Regions from separate parts of the Mus musculus genome. Here all the other regions are linked to region 3. The links are chromatin contacts, called in public HiChIP or PLAC-seq maps. All regions are on one chromosome and are shown on one strand. The core of a region is the stretch at or near the end of the contact, and the rest is flanking DNA. Distances in the headings are between cores, read along the strand shown.

What was found. HiChIP or PLAC-seq counts read pairs in DNA pulled down with a chosen protein or histone mark.
Region 1: a contact with region 3 is called in an H3K27ac HiChIP or PLAC-seq map of embryonic stem cells, with 2.2 times the contacts expected there. The contact joins two enhancer-like sites. A contact is called at or near these places in 1 of 115 datasets of contacts at active chromatin or transcription factors (embryonic stem cells) and 1 of 9 other capture datasets (embryonic stem cells).
Region 2: a contact with region 3 is called in an H3K27ac HiChIP or PLAC-seq map of embryonic stem cells, with 4 times the contacts expected there. The contact joins two enhancer-like sites. A contact is called at or near these places in 1 of 15 datasets of contacts at CTCF or cohesin (large pre-B cells), 3 of 115 datasets of contacts at active chromatin or transcription factors (bone marrow-derived macrophages, embryonic stem cells and large pre-B cells) and 1 of 9 other capture datasets (embryonic stem cells).

What each region holds. Positions count from the first base shown.
Region 1 is chr9:96,166,016-96,168,715 of GRCm38.p6, forward strand. All of the region lies in intron 11 of Gk5 (glycerol kinase 5 (putative)), which reads left to right. Among named protein-coding and RNA genes, the nearest start is that of Tfdp2, 29 kb to the right of the region's middle. Within about 2 kb of position 1,321, at least 23 of the 459 cell types and tissues checked have an H3K27ac peak or open chromatin away from gene starts, as enhancers often do. A contact at or near this core is called in embryonic stem cells, where this site is marked.
Region 2 is chr9:96,228,805-96,231,656 of GRCm38.p6, forward strand. The region is part of intron 3 of Tfdp2 (transcription factor Dp 2); the gene reads left to right. Among named protein-coding and RNA genes, the nearest start is that of Tfdp2, 34 kb to the left of the region's middle. Within about 2 kb of position 1,532, at least 7 of the 459 cell types and tissues checked have an H3K27ac peak or open chromatin away from gene starts, as enhancers often do. A contact at or near this core is called in embryonic stem cells, where this site is marked.
Region 3 is chr9:96,535,577-96,538,315 of GRCm38.p6, forward strand. It overlaps the pseudogene Gm8495. Among named protein-coding and RNA genes, the nearest start is that of Gm28729, 12 kb to the left of the region's middle. Within about 2 kb of position 1,410, at least 211 of the 459 cell types and tissues checked have an H3K27ac peak or open chromatin away from gene starts, as enhancers often do. A contact at or near this core is called in embryonic stem cells, where this site is marked.

The DNA of each region.
Region 1 (2,700 bases), core at 71-2,570, 370 kb before region 3:
GCTTCTTCAGTTCTTTTCCTCGTGCTCAGGGTAACTTCTGTCATGCTGTCTCCAGTTTTTCCAGTTTCTCCTGTTGTTTCCATTTCTTTTGAGTCAATCCAAATGAGTTCATATTTTTATTATACTTTTTGTTTCTAAAGTCCTCAGTCAGCTGTCTTCATATATTCTATTTTCTTTTTTTTTTAATTGAGAAAGGATTTTTTTAAGATTTATTTATTTATGTATATGAGTAAACATTGCTCTCTTTAGACACACCAGAAGAGGGCATCAGACCTCCCATCACAGATGGTTTTGAGCCACCATGTGGTTGCTGGGAATTAAACTCAGGACCTCTGGAAGAACAGTCAGTACTCTTAAGCACTGAGCCATCTCTGCAGCCCCAAAGGATTTTTGTTAAATATTTATTTTTATTTTATGTGTATGCTTGCAACATATACTTGGGCCCCTCAGTAGCCAGAAAAAGGCATCAGATCCCCTTGAGCTGGAATTATAGCCAGTTGTGAGCTGTCATGTGGGAGCTGGGAATTGAACCCGCATCCACCAGAAAAGCAGCCAGTGGGGTGTTTGTTTATTTGTTTGTTTTGTTTGTTTGTTGATTTTTCAAGACAGGGTTTCTCTGTCTAGTGGTGGCTGTCCTGAAACTCACTTTGTAGGTCAGGCTGACTTCTGATTCAAAAAGATCTGCATATATCCCTGTGCTGGGGGATTAAAGGCGCCTGTCACCACCCCCTGCCGCAGCCACTGCTCTTAGTGCAGCTCTGTCCCTCCTCTGTTCCTTTGCTAGGCTCCTGCCTTTGGTTTTAAGTCTGAGAAGCAGACCGTGGCTGTTTGTTGTTTTCAAGTTTTTCTCTGATCTTAATGTCTGAGGTATCTTGGGCTTTATAAATACCTATTCTCTTGCAAAGGATTAAGAAAATTAACCAATTTTAAGGTGTTTCTGACATTAGGCTATTTATGAGACTCCTGTTTAAATCCTCTGGGGAATTTTGATATTGTAAGTTTTTCTTTCTTATATTAATGTCTTATTTATTTTCTGCTTACGAATGCTTTGCCTGTGCCCACAGAGGTCAGAAGAGGGTGTTAGAACCGGAATGAGTGGGAAGCGCCATGTTATCTGGGAACTGAACCCAGGTCACCTACAAGAGCAAAAAGTGCTTTCAACCACTGAGCCATCCCAGCTGCCCCTTAAGTTGTTCTTGTAGGCAGTCCATTAGGATGGGCTGAGAAGGCAAACGCCCCACTGCCCTTGGGTTGTTTCCATTGTCCTTTCTGTTTTCCAAGCTTTTGCTCTGCTGTTTGGCTCTGTCACTCAGTAGTGCCACCTGGTGGCCAGTCTTGGAAGTGTTCTGCCTAGAGAGTCGTTCAGTGATTGGTTTATCTGTGCTCACATCTTCTTTGTTTGGGCAGTCTTTGAAAAAGATCATTACAAGGTAATGATCTTGAATGCCGCTTTTCAGGGGTCCCCCTGATAGTTTGGCAGGGGCTGCGCCCTGGTGTCCTGGCTATGCAGTGTGCATTAGTCTCTGCTGAACACGTTCCTTCTGTCTGCATGGCAGAGGAGAGAGGGAGGGAGGGAGGAAGGAAGCCTTTTCCATGTGCCCTTGACCTGACATTGTTTTCCCTACTGTTTTTCCCTTTGAAATTTTGAAAATATTTTTTCTCTTGTAATCTATCCTGAATACAGTTTCCCCTTGAATGAAAACACTGAGGACATGAGCGCTCCTAGGTATGGGTTAAGAAGGTTTATTGTAGATAAATGGAAGAGTGCAGCCAGAGGCATCTAAAAGGGTCCAGATTGAACCTGGCCTTGAGATGAGAGAGGTAGGGGGAGGAGGAGATAAGAGAAGAGGGGGCAGAGCAAGATGAGTCACAGACCTGGGGGGGGGGTAGAGACTGTGCAGCCAAGATGGCTGGAGGAAGGGCAATGACACCAGGGGCTGGAGAGTTGAGAGTAGGAGCGGCAGGTGCTGAGGTGCCAGGCCTCTATCACAGGGATGGACTGAGGGAGGCTGGCAGCCAGAGTCCTCAGCCATTTGTCGGGGTTTGAGAACCAAAACCTCTCCCTTTCCGCTTTCCATCTCCTCTCCTCCTGTCCTATCTATCCCCTTTCTCTCCTTAGAAAACACTCAGCAGGGCAGTGGTGGCTCACACCTTTAATCCCAGCCTTTGGGAAGCAGAGGCCAGCCAGTATCCTCTACAGATTGAGTTCCAGGACAGGTAGGAATACAACAGAGAAATCTTGTCTTTTAAAAAAAAAACATTTAAAAAAAAAAAAGAAAGAAAAAAAAAGGAAAGAAAAGAAAAAAGAAAATGGTTTTCTAAGAGATAATAAAGTATAAAAACAAAAGTTCCATATTAAAATTGGACAAGACGTGGCTGGTGAGGTGGCTCAGCGGGTAAGAGCACCCGACTGCTCTTCCGAAGGTCCTGAGTTCAAATCCCAGCAACCACATGGTGGCTCACAACCATCCGTAACAAGATCTGACTCCCTCTTCTGGAGTGTCTGAAGACAGCTACAGTGTACTTACATATAATAAATAAATAAATCTTTAAAAAAAATTGGACAAGACAAACAGAAGGAATAATCTAAAAGAAGGCATAAGAATCAGAAACCCACTTGTTGGGGCACTCAGGAATCCCATTAAAAGCACTAAACTGAAAGCTGGGATTAATGTACTTAGCTAGATGCCTAGCTTTGAT
Region 2 (2,852 bases), core at 282-2,781, 310 kb before region 3:
AACGTTAAATTAATACCTTACTTCTAAGATAAAACTTAGGCTGTCATAGTGAGACTCAATTGGCCTTTATCTAATTTTTAACTGTACAGTTAAGATATGGGTGTAAGTACACTATAGCTGTCTTCAGACACACCACAAAAGGGCGTCAGATCTCATTACGGATGGTCATGAACCACCATGTGATTGCTGGGATTTGAACTCAGGACCTTCGGAAAAGCTGTCAGTGCTCTTAACTGCTGAGCCATCACTCCAGCCCCCAAGATATGGGTGTCTAAGTTTGTGGATTTGTTTGCTGCTTACGCTGCAGAAACGGCATGAAGAACAGTGTTAAAACCTAACAGTAATAACCCTCTACTGTGAACATGTGATTTTTGTTGTGGTTTGGTTTTTTTTTAAACTATTATTTTTATAAAATAAGAAAAATGTAAATGACTCTTCTGAAGTTATATGTATTTAATATTAATCATGGGATGAATATATTTTAAAAATGTCTGTCATTTTTGCTTTCTTTTCGAAGTAGGACTGACTAAAGTTTTGTTTTCTCTTTGTAGCAGAAGTGCTTGCTTATGATGTTGGGTGGGCGTCTTAGTAACGACAGCACACATCAACAGATGCTCAGTTGCCTAAATGTTTAACGTTATATTTGTGAGTAGTACAGGGGAGCCATGATATGGCTGTTGGTTGCAGTGGGGGTTTTTGTTTGTTTGTTTAAAGCTAACTAAACTTAAATCTCAGTGCAAAGTATCCACACCATTACATAGACTTGAGAAGCTAGTTTCATCTCAGTGTCAATTTCTGTCATAAAATTTTGATTTTAGGTGCCATTTATCTATTATTCAGAATTACTGGGCTGTGTTAAATGTATATAGAAATGTTTTGGTAAAAAGCAAGTTCACTTAGTAAAGGATTTTAACCACTGACTAATGAAACCATTAGCTCTTAAACTATTCAATTGTAATGGACTAAGTATGTGCTTATGAAGGATATATAATGTAAAACATTACATAGTTTTTTAAAATAGTCCATTGTGAGTCTAGAGAGATGGCTCAGCAGTTAAGAGAACTAGCTGCTCTTCTAGAACTCTTGGGTGTGATTTCCAGCACCCACATGGCAGCTTACAACTGTCTGTAACAACAGTTTCAAAGGCTCTCATACTCTCTTCTTGCCTCTGTGGGCACCAGGCACAAATGGTTCATAGATGTACATACAGGCAAAATATCCATACATATAAAATAATAACAAAAACTTATTAAAGCCAAGTCTACAAAGTTTTAAAACTTTACATTTAAACCTTAAAATTCTTTCAAATTACTGAAGAACTGATTTGCAGCACAGTGATGTTCATTGTTGTATTGTATACTTCTAATTTGTTACATACTTCTAATTTGTTACATTCCTATGACTGCTTTCTCATTGCTACCTCACAGCGAATCTTCCTAGTTCATATTCATGGTCTCTCTACCTTCTACTCCCTCTGTCTGTCTGTTGGTCTGTCCTCCCTCCTCTCTCTGGGACCCTCTCACTGGGATTAGACGTTCCACCCTATTCTCCTATTCTCTTCTACCCAGCTAGTTGGCTTATCCTTTTATTAACCAATCAGAGATGATAGAAAACAATTTTTACATAACACTGAGACCAGAGATGCTTGACCTTGCAACCAGATGTCTGGGCATAGAAATCAGCATCTGAATACACAGTGCACAAAACCATCCCCCAACCTTATGTTATGGATTAGAATAGTTTGTTTCAGAGGAGGGGCTGTTCAGGGAATTGAACCCAGAGATTTTGACGTGTAAATTAAAACCTGCTGAGCTATACACCAGCACAGATTAATACTAAATTAAATCTACTCAGTACATAGACTCATGCACACACACAACATACCATAAAAGTAAGAATTTGTTAACTAGCATGATTGTAGTGATTATTTAATAATGTAGACATGGACTGGGCCGTGGTAGTACGTGCCTTTAATCCCAGCTCTTGGGAGGTAGAGACAGGTGGGTCTCTTGAGTTTGACATTAGTCTGGTCTACAGGACAGTCAGGGCTACAAAGAGAAACCTTGTCTCAAAAAACCAGTGATGATGATGGTGGTAGTGGTGGTGGTGGTGGGCTGGAGAGATGGCTCAGTGGTTGCTCTCCAGAAGCCCCAGATTCAGTTCTCAGCACCCATATGGTAGTTCACAACTGTCTGTAACTACATTTCTTGGGGGATCTGATGCCCTCATAAAGACATACATGTAGGCAAAACACCATTACACATAAATAAAAAACTTATAAAAACAATGTAGACATGTATCAAAATATCAAGATAATGATCAATAGTTTGAGACCATATGAGTTTTATTACAGTAAACTTTTAAATGTATCTTTGAAAAGAAGTTTTGAGGTACCAAATTACAAATTTGAAATGTTGAAAGTTTACAGAATATTCCAAGTTTGTAATATTGTAAGACTACAACTCTTTAGTGTATAAAACCATAATGTATAGTAATGAGTCCATGTATTATAACTTGCTTTGAGTTAAGTTGTTTTTGTACATTTGTTTTGTTGTTGTTGTTGTTGTTGTTGTTTCTTCTACACAAGGTTTCTTTGTGTAATCCTGGCTGTCCTGTAGACCAGGACTCAGATATTGAGCTAAATAAAAAAAATATTTTGTGTGTATATGGTGTGGGGGACTATCTGCATGCCAGGGTGTACTTGGAAAGGTCAGAGGGCAACTTGGTGAAATTTTTCCTTTTTTACCTTTATGTGGGTTTGAGTTTGAACTCAGATCTTCAGTCTGGCTCAGCAAGCACTTTATCTACTGAGCCATCTTAATGGCTTGTGTGCCATGTTTTCAAAATGGGGA
Region 3 (2,739 bases), core at 160-2,659:
AAGACTCCTGCGAAGGCTGACCCAGGAACTGCTTTCCCTTAGGGAAAAGCACCTCCCTCTGAGGACGGAGGCACTCACTAGGTGCCATGCGGTTCTCAAGTCTCACACTTGGGCTTCTGCTGTGCAGTTTGCCCAGCATGGAACTTGCCTTTTCTCTAAGGTTTTTGGCATCTTTGTTAACAATCATAGGGTTATAATTGCATGCGTTTACCTTTGAGCCCTCTGTCGCATTGGTGTACACTTGTGCTTTGTGCCAAGCTCCACGCTGGCTTGGAGCCCCAGGCTCCGTCCTACAGCTCAGTTGTAGACAGGGAAATGGGGCGCTGTTTCTGCAGTCCTGCTTCTCCTAGCTTCACACTGCTTTGGCTATTTGGAAACTTCCGTTTACACTTTGGGTTTTTTTTTTTTTTTTTTCTACTTCTGGAAAGAATCTCATTGAAATTCTGAGTATGTGAATTACTTTCAGTAATATGTTCATTTATACAACAGCAATTCTGATCCATGACTATTGGGAGGTTTTTGTTTAGTTTTTTAAATTTTCTAATGTCTTCATCTGACTTAATTTTTTCTTATTGATTTTCCCTTCAGTCCATCTTATTGCTCTGGCCAATGGTGTTTTAAGCACCATTTCTGAAGCAAAAGTAGAAAGCAGACATGTTTACCTCACCCCGATTTCCCCACTTAGTGCATAGCTAGCTATCAGTCTGTTGCATATAGCTGTTCCTCCCCCTCCTCCTCCTCCTCCTTCCTCTTCCTTTCCTTTTTTTTTTTTTTTTTTTTTTTTTTTTTTTTGAGACAGGATTTCTCTGTATAGCCCTGGCTGTCCTGGAACTCACTCTATAGACCAGGCTGGCCTCGAACTCAGAAATCTACCTGCCTCTGCCTCTCAAGTGCTGGGATTAAAGGCGTGCGCCACCACTGTCTGGCTATGATGCAACATTTTAAGGCATGAGCTTTTTAGTCACTGATAGCTTAAAGCTGCTCCTCAAAATGGCAGTGCCGAGGCCAATGTCTGAGATAGGATTTTGGCTGGGTTGAGGCTTAAAGGTGGGTTTCTGCTAACGAGGAACCTCTCTTAATCTTGCCCCCAAAGGTCAACTACCCTGGGTAAGGGACCTAGTTCCCTGTCAACATGAACAGTCTGTATCAGCCCAAGGACCACTCTGTTGACTGGCATATAAAAACCTCTTGCTCTGCCACCATTTTGCTTCTTTGGTTCCCAATGAACCTTTCTTTCTCCCCAGATAGTCCAGTTCAGTGGTTTTACTGCACCTTACATTTGGTGCTGAAACTCTGGATGGAACTAAAACAGTAACCAATGATGTAACTTCAGAGGAAGGGGACAGTGGAGCCTGGCTGCCTGGCAGCAGCGGCAGCAGTGCTGGGGCCTAGACGCGGGGGCGTGGGGAAGCATGGGAGGAGCGTTTGCTGCGGCCCGCCCGGGATGGTCCAAGTCCGGCCTGGCGGGGTCGAGCGGGAGCTGAGGAAAGCACGCGGGCCGGGTCTGCGGGCCAGGTGGCCGGGGGCTGAGGTAGAAGTGGGCACGGAGGAAAGGGCTGGGCGAGGCGGTGGGACGAGCACCCTTTGGTGGCGGCCGCGGCCCCAGGGACGGGTGCGTGGGCGCCCAGCAGCCCAGACTCCTCCCGCATGGGAGTTGCTCTAGATCATAAACCAGCCTTTGAAAAAGGAGAAACCAGAATGGAAAACCGACTATCCTCTAACAGATGGACAACTGTGCAGCAAGAGGGATGAATTCCGGGACACTGCACCAGCTTTTGAAGGCCGGAAAGGAGATCTGGGATGCTTTGAAGGCCACTGCACAGGCTTTTGAAAGCAATGATCATGAATTGGCACAGGCAATCATTGATGGTGCAAACATAACACTACCACACAGTGCCCTGACAGAGTGCTACGATGAGCTGGGCAACCGGTACCCGCTGCCAGTCTATTGCCTGGCACCACCAATCAGCACGGTGGAGGAAGAGAGTGACATGGAGACTCTGGATGTTCCCGAGCCACCTCCCAATTCTGGACACGCATCAGCTCCATCTGAGGCTCTGCCCAGGCAAAGACCTCAAGCTTGTGGTCCGCACACAGACACAGTGTTTCACATGACGGGGCACTTACCTGCCGGAGAGTGTGGTGCCAGGCAACCAGCGGTGGTTCTTCTCTGGCAGGTCTCTCACTGATAGGAGGAAGCCGGAGGAGCTGAAGATCCCTAAGGACTGCGGTGCAGGTTATGTGAGCCAGCCTGTGCAAACCCCACCACCAGTGGAGAACTGAGCTGGGCTAGTCTTCTTCCAAGATCCCTTGGCTCCTTTTTATTGTTACCATTCCCCACTCTAAGGCGTGAAATTTATTTTCACTGCTCTGAATTCCCTATGAATGGATTTAGTTCTGAGGAATTACCAGTGAAAAAAATCCCATCTGTGATGGAGACCAACAAAAATAAGAAAACACACCGAGCCAAAAAAAAGAAAAAAAAAAAGATGGAACTTCAGGTGAAGATGCATATGAAAATTAAGATGAAAGTAATGGTTGGTTATTTAAGAATATCAAATCACCCAAAAGACTCACTGCGAGGAAAGCTTGCAGAGGAGCTTAGTAGCAGGCATGGACGTGGAGTAGAAAGGAACCATAATGGTTTTAGGCATTGTTTATTCTGAATCATGGGAGTTAGAAAGGGAAATTCAAATTATGGCCCCTGCCCTTTAAAGAACGGCATGCTTACTCAGGGTA